Regions from separate parts of the Rattus norvegicus genome. Here region 2 is linked to region 1. Evidence: chromatin contacts called from public Hi-C data. All regions are on one chromosome and are shown on one strand. Each heading gives the region's core, a stretch centred on a gene start, on an enhancer-like site or on the middle of the called end of the contact. The rest is flanking DNA. Distances are from core to core; before and after follow the strand shown. Region 1 holds the start of Lpgat1 (lysophosphatidylglycerol acyltransferase 1). Region 2 has its middle 53 kb from the start of Rpl37l2.

Evidence for each region. Hi-C and Micro-C count contacts between places; a contact is called where the count stands out from the background.
Region 2: a contact with region 1 is called in a Hi-C map of Schwann cells, with 2.5 times the contacts expected there. The contact joins the enhancer-like site here to the promoter of Lpgat1 in region 1. A contact is called at or near these places in 5 of 12 Hi-C or Micro-C datasets (the A7r5 cell line, Schwann cells, frontal cortex and 2 more).

The regions. Positions count from the first base shown.
Region 1 is chr13:105,822,520-105,829,741 of GRCr8, reverse strand. It overlaps Lpgat1 (lysophosphatidylglycerol acyltransferase 1), which reads right to left and starts at 2,917. Exons shown (of 7, transcript NM_001109376.2): 1 at 2,587-2,917. The coding sequence starts at 2,824.
Region 2 is chr13:105,744,408-105,751,629 of GRCr8, reverse strand. No RefSeq gene overlaps it. Among named protein-coding and RNA genes, the nearest start is that of Rpl37l2, 53 kb to the left of the region's middle. Within about 2 kb of position 3,114, at least 43 of the 93 cell types and tissues checked have an H3K27ac peak or open chromatin away from gene starts, as enhancers often do. A contact at or near this core is called in Schwann cells and liver, where this site is marked.

The sequences.
Region 1 (7,222 bases), core at 1,668-4,167:
GCTACCATCTAGGGCAGGGCAGGTTAGATCATCAGCGTAAGTCCTCAGAGGATAAGCAACCTTGTCTTATACTACAATACCAGTGTGAAATCTCTCATTCAAAACCTGTTTTCAGTTTTATGATATTTAAAACTTCCTTTTAAGTAGGTTTTCAATAAAAATTTGGCAATTTTTATTCTAAAACATGAACATACTAGACTTGCTAGTATGGTCATAACAGAGAGTCAAGAAAGCAAACAGGAGGTGGTGAGCAGGCGTACTAACAAAAGGGTCCAAACAAACCAAGAGTCATGGGTTTATGGAGCAAGAACCACGTGTGTTTGCAGGCTTGGCTCTATGTCTGCCTCTTCACAGCACTTCAGGAAGTCTTCCGGCACTAACACCAGGCCATGTTGGTTAGGTTTGCAGCCAGGTATCTGTGGATGTGAGGCAAACGTGAACACCCAGCTCCTGAGCAGACCTGACAATTCCTTTGACATTGTCCAAGTTTTCATCTGTGAAAGACAAACAAAATACCTACTGTCCTCTTGATTGAGAGAGAAGAAGCGAGATGCGTAATGCTGAGAAAGGAGCTCATTAACGCCTATGGAGGTGTTCTCTTTAAACCTGCTCAGGCTTCCAACAAACTTAATTCCTGCTCTGTTTGACTTCTTAACTGTTCTGTTCTGCTCTCCAAAGAAACTAAAATTTGATGAAAAACTGGTCAAACTGTCAACATGCAGTAGCCTGAAGAAGAGCAAATGTCTGGAGGAGACTAAAGCATAGAGGTGACACCACAGCCACTGGGCTGGAGGTAAGAGAACCCTCAGAGATAGGTAGTTAGTAAGGAAGAAGACGCCCAAGAAGCTTTGCTTAAAAACACACTGGAGGCAAGCTGGATTCCCAGCACTTTGGCAACTGCAGCAGGAGAAATGCTCTGGTCTGAATTTAATGCCAGTATGGGTGACATGTTTGGGGACGGTCTAGGATATAGGAACAAAATCTTGTCTCAAGAAAAACAAAACAAGTAACACCCCCCAAAAGACAAGAAAGCTACAAAAGGACAAGTGCAGGGAGCCCCAGCCACAGGTGACAGCCTTCAGGCAGCAGCACTCCTCTCTCACGATCGATCGCAAGGTCAACGACTAGCAAACTTCATCAGGCCGGCAGCACACATGAGCATGTATCACAGATAAGTACATTAGGTCCAGTTGCTTCATTGTTTTCAAGTAGAAAAAAATACAAGCTGCTTTTGAAAGTCTTATAAGATCACTTTAAACAAGCAAACGTAAGTATACTGTGCACACGATAGCTACCAGCTACTACACAGAACACCTGGGAAAGCCAATGACATCGAGCAAGCAAGGCAATTCAGCATGAGGGTAGGAGTGTCATTTTCTCTCTCCCATCACTATTGCTACCAGGCACTGAAAGGGACAAGGGGCTTACCCAGTCTCCAAAGCCATCTGCATCTCTGCAGCTCCCTACCAAGAAGGAATGCAGGTACCATGCCAGGGGATAACAGAGTACCAGACAGCACTGAGGGAAGGAAACCCTTCATGGAGGCCACAGAGGACATCCTGTCACTCAGCAGGAGGCTGCCACCCTGTGCTCTCATTCTTTTTCTGGTGTATGGATAAAATCTGCAGATGCAGGCAGTGCAGGCAAGAGGGAGACAGACTCTAAAAATGGAGAACCGTTTTTGCTGTCTGATCCTTAAAAAATGCCCTCCACTTTTCAGCTATGAACTGCCACACAGTTGCTGAGGAATCTGCCCACCAGTTCTGTTTCCACAATAAAAGTTTCCGCATCTCACAAGTTAGAGCCTCACCCTCTCTGCATTATTGTAATCCTAAAGAAGGAATAGTCAGTGAAAGAAAACAGAGGATGCAGCATTTGGGCAGAGATGGAAGTTCTCAAAATATGTGAAGTTTATGTGTAGAAAACACACACCACGCCTCACTGAGTGTTATTAAAGTCCACCTCGACATGGCATCCTCCTCCCCAAAATGAAGTTTAAAAGCAAAAAGAGAAATCCACTGAAAGATACTCAGGGAAAGTTAACATAACATATTCTGAAATTTTTAGTAATAGACTTATGAGATAAAATATAAATCCTAGAAAACAAAAGAAACTTACTTAACAGAAATGGAGAAAGCCTAGCTTAAAACATTATACAGTGCAGCGTTACATTACATAGAAGAAACTTATTAAACTGTCTGAGCAGAAATATGGCTCCCTGGCTTTTCTCAATGTCCAATGCTTACAGACTGGACTAGGTATCTCACATCTCCACTCTGTAAGCCCTCAAGTCCTATATAACACATTCCTATTCCTCTAGGATACCTTTTAAGGACCAACTTTAATAAGTCACATTAAAAATACACTATTTAAGGAATCTATCAACAATATTCAATTATAAAATTATACTTCTATAATAACTATAAAACATTAGACTTCCTGGCTGAGGTTTCGATGAGAAATCCAACAAGACTATTTCTTTCCTAATGGCCAAGGCATTCTCAACCAAAAGCATAATACAGATCCAATCATGGCTCCTGACTTATGCGTAGCATTGCAAATTGGTTCGTGTGCTAATGCTCTTACCTGTGTATCCAGCATACCATCCCCAGGAAGCCACCATTCCTAAAAGCCATTTGTACATGAGTCCTTCGATATACCAGAAGCGCTTACTGTCCAGCACTCGGAGTGGCTGCAGTATAATTATATAGCAGATGTAGGATGGAATAGCAACCAGGTTGTTGGCGACCATGAAGGCAAACCTCATCAGGGCTTTCGCGACTATCCAGCCCAGCCACGGAGCTTCTTCCACGGTCACAGCCATTCTCACATTGGCGTCGGTCCTGTCTTTCTGGGGATGAAAGGAAAAATCATTTCAAAAGGAAAATGGGTGCAGTCAGCAGCACAGAAATCTCCAGCACAGAAATACAAGAAAACGCAAGGGTCTAAGCTCTCCCGGTGCAGCGTTCGCCCTGCGATCTCCAGGGCAAATTCCAGAGGGGGACAGAGAGGAGGGAGGAGCCGCACAAGGTCAAGAGAGCCGTTCCGCGGGGCACGGGCCACGGCGGAATATATTTAGCCAACGCTAGACCGTCCCGCTAGCCGGTGGCGGCCCCGCACCGCGACCCACCGCGGCCGCCAAGCTTCCGCCAGACCCTCCGACTCCGCACGCTGCCCCGGACCCGCCGGCCGGAGGTCCCGCCACGCGGGTCCTGAACGCCCGGCCATGCCTTTACCGGGGCTCCCCAAGGGCTCGTCCGCAACAGCGGGGTGCTTGCTTCGCTTCGCTTCTGAGGGGGAAGGAAAGGAGAGGGGCCCAGGAAGGAGGACGAAGGTGAGAGGAAGCCGGCGGAGAGGGGGAGGGGGAGCGGGACCAGAAGGTGAAGCGGAGGGGCGAGGGATGCGGAGCCCCCGACGCCCGGCCGAGAAGGCTCGGGCAGCGGTTTCCTCAGGTGAGGAGCGGGGCGGCCTCGGGTCGCCGCGGCAGGCTCTCCTCAGCCGTGTCCCCTCAGCCGGCTCCCCCTCCGCGGACTCTCCACGGAGGGCTCCCCTCAGCCAGGTATCCTCAGCCAGGTCTCCTCAGCGGGCTCACCTCAGTGGGCGCAAGCGGCGAGCGGCGACAGGGCCGAGGGCCGGCGGCGGCGGCGGGAGTCCCTGGCCCGGGGGTCGCGGTCATGGACGCGGCTGCGGCGGCCCAGGCGGCCCGAGGCGCGGCGCGAGCGGGCGCGCGGGCGCCCTAGTCCCCTCGCGGTTGCCTGTGGACAGAGGCGCGGCGGGGACTCAGAGGCCGGACCTGTCACCGGGGCGGGTCCGGGGGAGGCGGGCGATGCCCCGCGCCCCCGCCTCCGCCTCCTCCCCGGGCCTACCGCGCCCTCGGCCCTCGGGCCGCCGCCGCCTCCTCCACAGGCCACGCGACCAACGGCACCCTTCCCCGCCCCCAGCGCCTCCCGGGCCCGGCCCGCCGCGCCCCAGGTTACCTCGGGCAGGCCGGGGCCCGGCCCGGGCTGCGGGAGCCGGAAGAATGCATGGCCGGCGGAAGGAGGCGGCGGCGGCGCGGCCCTCCGGGCTCCAGGTCCCGGGCGGCGTGGAGACTCGCTCCCCAGGGCCCGGCGGCTGCGTGCGCCCCGGCCGGCGGGGAGGGTTGGCGGGAGGAAGCGGCAGCGCCCCTGAGCGCCCTCTAACGAAGGCGCGGCGCCGCCCGCCCCGCGGACCCCCTAGTGCGCGGTTGAGGGCGCCCCGGGCCGCCCGGCCTAGGCCCCCGACCTCACCGAGCCCCGAGTCGAGGCAGAAGGCTGCTCGGAAAGGTCTGGAAGGAAGGCCGGCCCTCCCAGCGCGCGGGGACCTTTTGGACCCTCCTGGACCCCTCTCAGCCACAAGGGCCGCCGTGCTGCATTGTTGAGGCTCCTTGGCTGCCCAGGCTGGCACGCTTTCTCCTTTTCATTCCTAAAGAAACCCGCTTGCGCTCAGGGCTTTTCTTCTGAACCTCCCCAAGGTATTACGGTCTAGCGTTTTTAAATCAGTTGTTTTTAAGTGCCAGAATCCTTGTTTCTGGAAAGCACCTGGAACTTGAATGACAACATCTTCAATCCCGCTACACACACACACACACACACACACACACACACACACACACACACACACACGGGGTTGGGGCGGATCCAGTGAGAATCCAGTGGTCTGCACAGAAATAGAACTGAGTATATGGAAGAATAAAAAACAATTAGCCACATCCATAATAGGACTCATAGCCAGCCCTGGTCACTACTAGGACATTAGCTGAATTTGGGTTCAAAGGCTGGACAAAACCAAGAGTCCTAATAGACACAGTATCTCTTGTTGGGCGTGGTAGCTCATTGCCGGTAATGGCAGCACTTGAGAAGCTGAGGCAGGAGGGTTGATGTGAGCTGGAGGCTAGCCTGGGATACAGAATGAGTTCCTATACGAGTTACAGAGTGAGACCCTGTCTATGAATAAGTAAAGCCCTGTGAATAGAGCAGCAGTTTGTTTTCTTATTCTTTAAGACCAGGCCTTACTCTCTGTATAGTCAGGGCTGATCTGTAATTTATAACAGCTCAGGCTGGCCTCCAACACTTAGAAATCTTCCTGCCTCATTTTCCCCAGTGTTGGGATTGTAGGTTTGAACCACAATGCCCAGTAGGATGGCAGTTTTCACACGTCTCTAAGGGGTGATGGAGTATCACTTATTGTGTCTGTACTGTGAAAATGTCAAAGCCCAGTGTGGTGGTACGCATCGATAATCCCAGCACCAGAGAGTCTAAGGCAGGAGTACCAGGAGTCCTGGACCAGCCAAGGCTGTCAGACCTAGTCAAAAAAAAATCAATTAAAAAAAATTCATGCTTTTATAATCCCCCTTTTCCCTCCCACTTTGATCCAGGAATGACAAAAAAACAAAAAACAAAAACAAAAACAAAACCCAAAAACTATGAAATATATGTACCCTTCCATGTATGTTTAGCCTTTACAGCTATTATTACTCTTTACCTGTTCACAAACATATTTTACTGTACAGGGCATGCTAGGGATGTAGCTCACCTGTGTGTTCAAGGTCCAGGCCAGCGTGTGACAAAGCACAACTAAAAAGAATTAAAGGCCACTGGGCATGTCAGGGCTATCCATAGGGACTCATGAGTGGCAGTAGAAAAGCTAGATACACTCATTCATTTCCTGCTCTTCCTTTGTCAGTCTAGGCACCAAGATATTGGACCTTCCACTAAACCTCCGGAGAGAAGTGTAATAACATGTACTGAAGATGACCATTCAGTTGCGTCATTGTATTCTCATAACAAACACGGAGATGGACGTCTGCTTCCTAGATAGTAGACCATCTGCCTCAACAGTCAGTGCACTGACTTAAGAGAATTAGCCCCTGCTAGCCAAGCAGTGAAGCTCAAGATTCGGGTTTCAAAAGCATCATTTGTGACATTTTACCACAGTAAGAACCCAGATACATAACAGGATAGCATAACACTGGATCTCGGGGGCCTGCACTTTTCAGAGTCTTAAAGGAATGCTGGGTGAGGTGGAGCACACCTTTAATCCTAGTACTCAGAGCCGGTGGATCTTTGTGAGTCTGAGGCAAGCCTGGTCTATGTAGTGAGTTTCAAGACAGCTGAGGCTATGGGGAGAGAGAGACCTTCTCTCAAAAATTTAACCAGCCAACCAAAGAAACAAACAAAAATTGTAAATAGGAGATTCTGAGGTTGATAGTTTATAGACTTTAAGAAACCTGAATCTCAGAGGTACAACCTTTCAATTGCAAGTTATTGTTGGATCTCATCTATTCTGTCTGCCTTAGCCCACAACGGTGGCCACAGAATGCTAGATTGGTAACAGTAGTTACCGGTCACTAGTTTTCATTGAGTTCTAGAGGCTAAAGCCAAGGATGTGTGGACAGGTTTGGTTTCTTCTGGCCTTCTTCTTGGTTTACCCTGTCTCCCATGCAGTCTCTCTGTAAGTATTTGCCTCCAGCTTTATCCAAATCTCTCCTGCTGCTGTTTCAGTCTGAGAGTCAGGTCTCCATGGGAAGCCCAGCAGGCCAGCCTTCGGCTCTTTATCTGGTCCAGACAGGACTCTACAGCAGTATCCTCCTTCCAAATGCTGCGATTAGAGGCATGTGCCACCACACCCAGTCACACTTCTTATAAGGTAGCCAGTCTGATTGCATCGGGGCCCACACTAATGGCCATGTTTCAAAACTGTTGTCTCTTTTAAGGCCCCAGGTCTATTCGAATTCTGAGAAAGCAGAAACCGAGTTTCAGTATATGAATTTTGGGGGTGCTGTTCAGCCATAGCATTCCAGTCTCTATACTGCAGACATTGTCAGTTTACTAGCTCTTCAGGCAAAGCACCAGGAACCCCGATTCCCTCAGTCATCTCATTATGTTAAGTAGCTTCAACCCAGGAGGATCTGTTTGTTTGTTTGTTGTTATTTGGGGGGGACCCGGGGCTGAATGCTGCTAAGTAGGCACTTGACAGATCTAGCTATACCCCTAGCCTTCTCTTACAGGGAAGCTGCCTGTGTAGCTTTTCTTGAAGTTCAGCTAATTATGCAGCACACCAGGCTACAGGTATACATATGCCAAGAGTGTGTGGAAAGGGCTTTTCTTTTCTTTTTCTTAGCAGAATTATGTTCGTTTAAGACAATTAAACCTCTATAAATCATGTAAAATGGTGTTTTGTCCAACTTGTTCAGGAAACCATT
Region 2 (7,222 bases), core at 1,865-4,364, 78 kb after region 1:
GGGAGGAAGCAAGCCTATACCCTCAATGAGCACGGGGTACAGAGGGTAAAATCATGGCATCTTGGGCTTGGACACAACCTAATAGATTTTCTCGTGGGGACACTGAACCTGGTTTGTCTCCATATGTCCTTTCCGGCTTCAGTTAGCTGGGACATCAAGGCCACTGTCACTGACCAGTGTCTTCGAGTGATGGCCTCCCTCATGCCTGGCTCTCCCTGCTCATGACTGCTCCGGCACTGCTCACAGTGGGGTTGGCCTACACTGACAAACGTCAGACTGACAAACGTCAGACTGCTGGAGTGAACGGCATTAGACGGTCTCGAGCATCCGTCTCCATACCCAGACACTGCTATGATTTAGAAAACAGGGTGAGGTAAAGGCCTGTGTTTGTTGTGTAGCTGGTTAGCTAGCTAGTGGCTAGCTTTGATTTGAGATAGGATCTTGTAGCCCCCATGGCCTCACACTCAGTAAGAATGACACTGGACTCCCCACCTCCTGTCCCCACCTCCTCAGCCACTTCACACCCAGTTCACACAGTGCTGGGGATGGGGATCACACCCAGACCTTGGCACATGCAAGGCAGGTACTCCACCCACTAAGCTCTATCCTTAGACCCTGTGCTGAGAGAGAGAGAGAGAGAGAGAGAGAGAGAGAGAGAGAGAGAGAGAGAGAATATAGCCGGAAGAGGGACTTCGATCCCTTGGAGCTGGAGTTGTCGCTGGTCGTGAGCTGCCTGGGTGCTGGGAACCAAATTCAAGTTCTCCAGAAGAACGCACGTGCTCTTGACCCCTGGGCCACCTCTGCAGCTTAATTTATTTTTAAGCTGAAGAAAGAACTAGGGTGCAGCTCAGTTGTAGTCCCAGAGCTTAGCTATGTGAAGCCCTGGGTCTGTCCCCAGCACTAGATCAAGGGAGAAAGCGGGGAGGAGGATGGAGAGGTGAGTCCCCTGGGACATTTCCTCAGTGTCTCCTCTCTTCCATGTTTGATTTCAGTGCCTTTCCTCTGCCTGGCCCTTCTCCATGCCTCACGTGCCCATCTCGGGGCAGTGCCCTCTCCAGGACCCCCTGCCACTGGGTACCTTAGAATGGCACCGTTTGGAGAGGGCACTGAGGGAAGCCCAAGGCTTTAGAGACCTCATCGTGGAGTAGCATCCATCTCGGCCGGCAGCTCTGCTGAGCATCACAAAGAACCACCTGACCATGCAGAGAATCCAAAGGATCAGGAAGAGGGGACAGGAACCAGTGGGGGCCATGGAAACCCAAAATGGTGGGCTTGGGGATGCGCAACCCACAGGCCTTTCGCGGAGTGCTTTGGTGACTGTTTAGCTCTAAGCAGCTCCCATCCATGAGTCCTTTCTTGGGAAATCCTTTGATCTCTCTGCTTGTCCCTAACAGCACTCAACGCAGGTCTGCGCAGGGGTTTGAACAGAGGGAGGGGCTCGTGAAGACTAGAGTCTGTGCTCAGAGCAGCCAGGCAGCATCCTCCACACCCCGTGTCCCCACATAGCCCTCCTGTCCACCCTCTCAGCTGCCCGACCCACAAGGCAGCTGGGCGGTGTTGGCAGAACTGAGGCTGAGCACTGTGGGCTTCTACGCCTTCCCCCTGACCATCCCAGAAAGAGGCTGGACCAAGGAGAGCGGGAAGCTCCACACTTGCTGAGCAGGTGTCTGCAAGCCTGTTTTGGCTGTTTACTCTGCTAAATGCTCATCTGTGTCAGCGAAAAGAGAACACACACATGCTTTTTTTTTCTATCCCTGATACATATCCTGGGAAGTAAGCAGTTGAAGTGAGTTTGTTTCTTACTATTAAAAAAAAAAAATAAGTCTTTTGAATATTTTCTTCAATTAAGTAATATATTACTAAGAGTCACATTATTTTTAAAAACTCATTATTTATTTAGTAGCTGCTTTGTTTGCTTTTGAGACAGAAAGCTCCTGTGGCTTCTCTCACTCCACCTGCCCCTCTCAGAATCCCCTTCCTATGCTGGATCTCCCTCGCTCTCTTTTCTTTGGACACATCTAACAATGTCTGACCTAGTGCTGCACTGTTTTCTTCATCAAAACAGAACCGTACTTACATGGTTTTGTATGACGTGCTGCAAAAGAAAATTTGCATTTGTGATTATAATTGAGTGAAAATTAAATGACTACATTTGACCTTCTTTCATTATATACACACATACACACGTGTGCACGCACATGTATATTTCTTGATGGCTTGTTGTTTGTTTTGTTTGTTTGTTTTTGAGATGGGCTCCTTAGGTAGCCCAGGCTGGTCTGGAAAGTCTGGTTAAGGCTGACTTGACCTCATGAGTGTCTTGACTTAGCCTCCATGCGCTGGGATATCCAGCTTGATATGAACACTATAAATATATTTCCCACCATTTTATATGTTGGTTGTGGTGAATTTTGCCATGAAAAGGCTTTATTTGTTTGCCTTGGAGTGTGCTTGAAAATGTATATGCCGTCCGGGGTGATGTGATGTTTTTTTTTTATTCATTTATTATATATAAGTACACTGTAGCTGTCTTCAGACACACCAGAAGAGGGCATCGGATCTCTTTACAGATGGTTGTGAGCCACCATGTGGTTGCTGGGAATTGAACTCAGGACCTCTGGAAGAGTAGTAACTGCTGAGCCATCTCTCCAGCCCCGATGATTTTTTTTAAGTGAATTTTATTTTACGCAGACACAGAGTGGCTCTCCAGTTTCTAGGCACTGTGGAAACTCATGTCTGCTTTGCACATTTCAGAGACAAACAAATCGAACTGTGGGACTGTCAATTCTTTGCTATTCTGGAAAAAATGAAAAAGGATGGGCCTCAAAGGTGTCCTCTGTGAGCTCGGCAGGGCGGCACTAAACCCTACCACTGAGACCCTGAGGGACAGCACAGAGTGAGCTTGGGCCTGAAATGGCTCCCTCCCTCGGGGTTGCTGATTGCTCAGACTTATGGTTCTCAAGCCTTGTTCCAGGGAGCTTTTGTGGTTTAAATCAATGTGCTTCTGGGAATCAGCCCTATTATTTCCTAGTTTACATTAACAGCCTCCCTCTTCCACCGCTGTCACAGAATGCCCTTTGTCCTACAGCACAATGCCAGTCTTTTCAGGGATCTCTGAGCGCTTTCTAATTAGGACCCACAACCTCAGGCCAGAGGAGAGAGTGAAGCCTGGAGGCAGGGACAGAGCTGCCCCTTGGTCACAACAGAGAGGAGCCCAAGTTCAGCTGTTCCTCAGGAGCAGCCTACACCACCTCTTAGACCACCGGGTCCGCAGCAGAGGACAATGTGTTCTGCTGTGCAGCTTAGGATCAGCTGCTATTGGCTTGGACTGAGTGGAGCAATACCCAGAAAAGAGCTGGGTAATAATAGCTCTCACACGGCTAGTCCAGTTGTCAAGCCTAGCCTGGAGGACCAGAAACTACATCAAGCCCGTCTGAATATGACTTCTAAGCAATGAAATATCGTCAACAGCCCTGCTCTGTGTCACACACACACACACACACACACACACACACACACACACACACACGGACACCGAATGTGCAAAGGTGCACACTCAGCAGCTCTGTGGGGACAGCCTAGGAAAGGACACCGTGACATGACAAGGGAGGATGGAGGCCAGGCAGCACCAGCCTGGGGTCTTCCCAGGGTGGCCTCTGAAAGGACGTTGGATTCAGTAGAGACAAGATTGCTGCACTGTGCTGGGGAGATCTGGAGGGAAAAGTTCCTGCACACCAAGACCCACATGATACAAGGGACAGAGATGTGCACTGTTCTGGGGTTCTGTGAAAGAGCTGAGAGTCAACATGTCACGAGTGGCCATGGTCTGCCCACCACTGTTGTGTCACACATGCCACATCTATCTCGTGTTTCTCAGGGTCGGGGACGTTATAGTGCTGGTGGCTGTTTTTCCTTCTTGGCTTTCTTGCTGTAAACCCCCCCCCCCCCTTCTTCCATGTTTCTCTCCGACTGTAGAAGACCTGCTGCTGGAGACTGCTGCCTGTCTGCCCAGGGCACGGGCATTTCGCTTCAGTACAAGACACCCAGGCTATACCCAGGCTACACCCAGGCTATCCAGGAAGGCCTGGGCAGGACCTGTGCTGGGCAGCCATCTGCTCCAGGGCAGATAACAGGAGCCTGGGCCCTGGTTCCCTGCTACTGTGCTAGCTACAGAGAGAGCCAATGCTCTGCAGAAGCTGCATGTGAAAGTAGGTGGGTCCAGGGTGTGAGGAGGAGGGCATCGATTGGGTAAGCAACAGATGTGAGCCTTGGGCATCTGACGCCTCTCATCAGTTCTCAAGGCCAGGCTTGCCGTGACAGGTAAAGCCATGGTGTAACCTCCTCTCCTTTCTTGTCCCTGATATTTTCTTTTCTCCACTGGATCTTCCGAGTGACGGTTGATTTACCTTCTTGGTTGATGCTGTCCTCATGCCTCCCTAGACTTGAGCACCATGGATGAACAGAAGCCCTCAGCGTTCCCTCTGACACCTGTTCATATGAGGGCCTCAGTCAATTCATGAGAACATGGCTGGACACACAAAGACTATATATGTTCTACCTGCTGACCAGCGGGATGCTGTTGCTGGAGGGAAGTGAGGTTTAGGGACCATGGATCAACAAGCAACAGCACTTGCTGTTTCTCTTGGCTATGGTTTTGTGAGTGTGTGTGTGTGTGTGTGTGTGTGTGTGTGTGTGTGTGTGGATACGCAGGCCAAAGGCCAATGCCTTCACTCTCACCTTAGTTTTAAAGATAGGGCCTCTCGGTGAAACTGGAACTGAAGAATTGGCTGGCTGGCCAGTAAACCCCAGGGCCCCTCTCAGCTCTATGTCCATGTACTGGGATCTCAGGCATTTCCTGTAGACCTGGTTTTTTGGTTCTTTGGGGTTTTCTGTTTTGTTTTATTTTTTTGTGGATGCCGGGGATCTGAATTCAGGCTCATGTTGCTGTGTGGCCAGCACTTTGATGGAGCCATTTCCCTAGCCCCCTTTGCCACCTCTTTATTGATGGAGACATTTCCCCAGCCCCCTTTCCCACCTCTTTTGCTCTTTCCTTTCAACAAGGCCTCATTCCGGAATCTAGGCTGGTTTCCCAGTCCCGCTTCTGTGGAGTGCTGGGTACAGGTGTACATGATCACGTCTGACCTAAAGGGAAAATGTTCTTGTAAACATTAGCTTCACAATTGGCGAAAGCCTTCCCACTTCAGACCCAGACCAGTACACTAGGACCACGCTGGCCTCTCTGACATCTGTGGGTCATGCACTCGTCTTTACACTGTGTAACTGAGGAGAGTAACGGGCCCCTCACTCAGGACAGAATGGCCAGCATGAGAGGGGACGGAGAGGCAGAGGAGCGTGTTCCTACTCACAGGAAACTGGAATGTTAGGTATCACTTTGCCCAGTGAGGCCAACCTCATGGGCCGGGTAGCCTGACAAGAGTGAATGAAAGAGGCCCTGGAGGAACATGGGGAAGCGATGTGGATAGACAGCTTTTTCTGAGCTGAAGAGTTGAACAAGGACAACATAGCGTGTGCACAAGGCAAACACAGAATGTTCAGGATGCTTCTTTTCTGCAGTCGGGGTTATGCACAGGGGTGTCAACAGCCTAATGTGGCTGCCAGGACAGCTAGTGTCTAAGTGTGCAGGGTCTTTGGGTGACATTAGGAATTTAATGGGCAGAATGCCCCTCCTCCTAAATTGGGATGCATTGGGAATAGTACTTTGCTTAGAAGAGACTGAAACGAGCGAAAACCAGCACTCCAGGAACGCGTGAGGCTGTGAAGTGGGGTGCTGGAACAGGGAGGGAGGGAATGTTGTGGAGAGCCCCTCACAAGTAGGCCAGCCCCTGCCAGGGTGCCTCTCACTGTGTGAGGAACAGCCTCTCTGCCCTCACTGTAGCTGCCAGGGGCCCTCCTTCCCCCCTCCCTGCAGGGCATTTTCACTGTGCATCTCCTCTCTGTCCTTTTTTCCCTTCTTGGCCACAGCCCTCACCACTTGCTCCAAGTCAGTCTCTCGGGTTATTTATATCTGTCTGGAGGCCAGAGCCCTCTGGAAGGCAGGTGCTTGGTGGGGAGACCACAATTTCCCAGGTGGCCGTGGGCTGTGAGCTGTCAGCTGAAGCCTCCATGTGAACCTGCTGAAGGCATGGGGCCAAGGTCATAGAGTCTCTCCGTCTGCCTGTGCTAGCTGGCTAACTCTGTGGTGGGAAAGGACCTACTACATCTGGCTCTGCTGTTGCTGTGCCCACAGGAAGGCCTGAGGATGGAAAGAGTAAATTCCTCTTTAACCTTGGGTCCTCACTTCGACCAGCACATTCTTCTGAGGCCGAGCTGACCTGCAGCTGATGTTTCTTTCCAGAATGCCTCCTGGGCCACCAGCCCACATGGCCCATGCCATCTTTGTCAGAGGAAGATGATTCAAGGTGAAAACTCTGCTGATCATGTGACTCTTCACAATGCTACACAGCTGAGCGTTACTAGCTCCACTCCACGGATGGCACCAAGGGTCAGAGAAGTGTGTCAAGAAGGGAGACTCCAAGACACACCAGGGACTGGTATCAGATGTTGGTGACATGAGCCACCACACATCCAAGACTCCACGTTTAAGACAATGTTCATGAGCAGCTAACTACACACACTTCTGGGCAGGAACTTGTCTGGAGAATTTGGCTCAGGGTATTTCTGGGGGTCTCGAGAGGGTAATGGGATTTACACCATGGGATGGCAGGAGTCAGGAGAGACCCCCTGAGAGGTTTTGTAGGGATCTCCATCTCCCTCCTAAACCCCGGATCTAAGGCACGTTAAGACTGCTATGCATGGATTCGATTGCACAGGAGGGAAACCTGCAGCGTGAGGCTGGGTAACACTGAGGCACAGGCTGAGTGTCCCTTTCCAGTGAGCTAAGCGTCACAGCAAGGTACAGCAGCTACTTGGAGAGGCCCACCCAGACCCCACATATGCGGAGAAATCAGGTTCTGAGGAAGCTGGTTTTCAGCTGTCAAGGCCAGAGGAGGCTTCTCATTCACCTTGGTCACATCCTGAGTGAGAAACAAAGTGGCCCTGAACACAAGGAAACTGTCCACTGCTGTCCTTCCCACACCAATGCTGGCCAAGCCTTGGGCATGGTTGAGAACTAGCTGAGTTCACAAACTTGCTGGGACAAAAGCTGCCTAAGCGGCAGTTGGGATGTCTGTGAATTACTTTCCTGCGTAGGGGGAGGAAAGGTGTT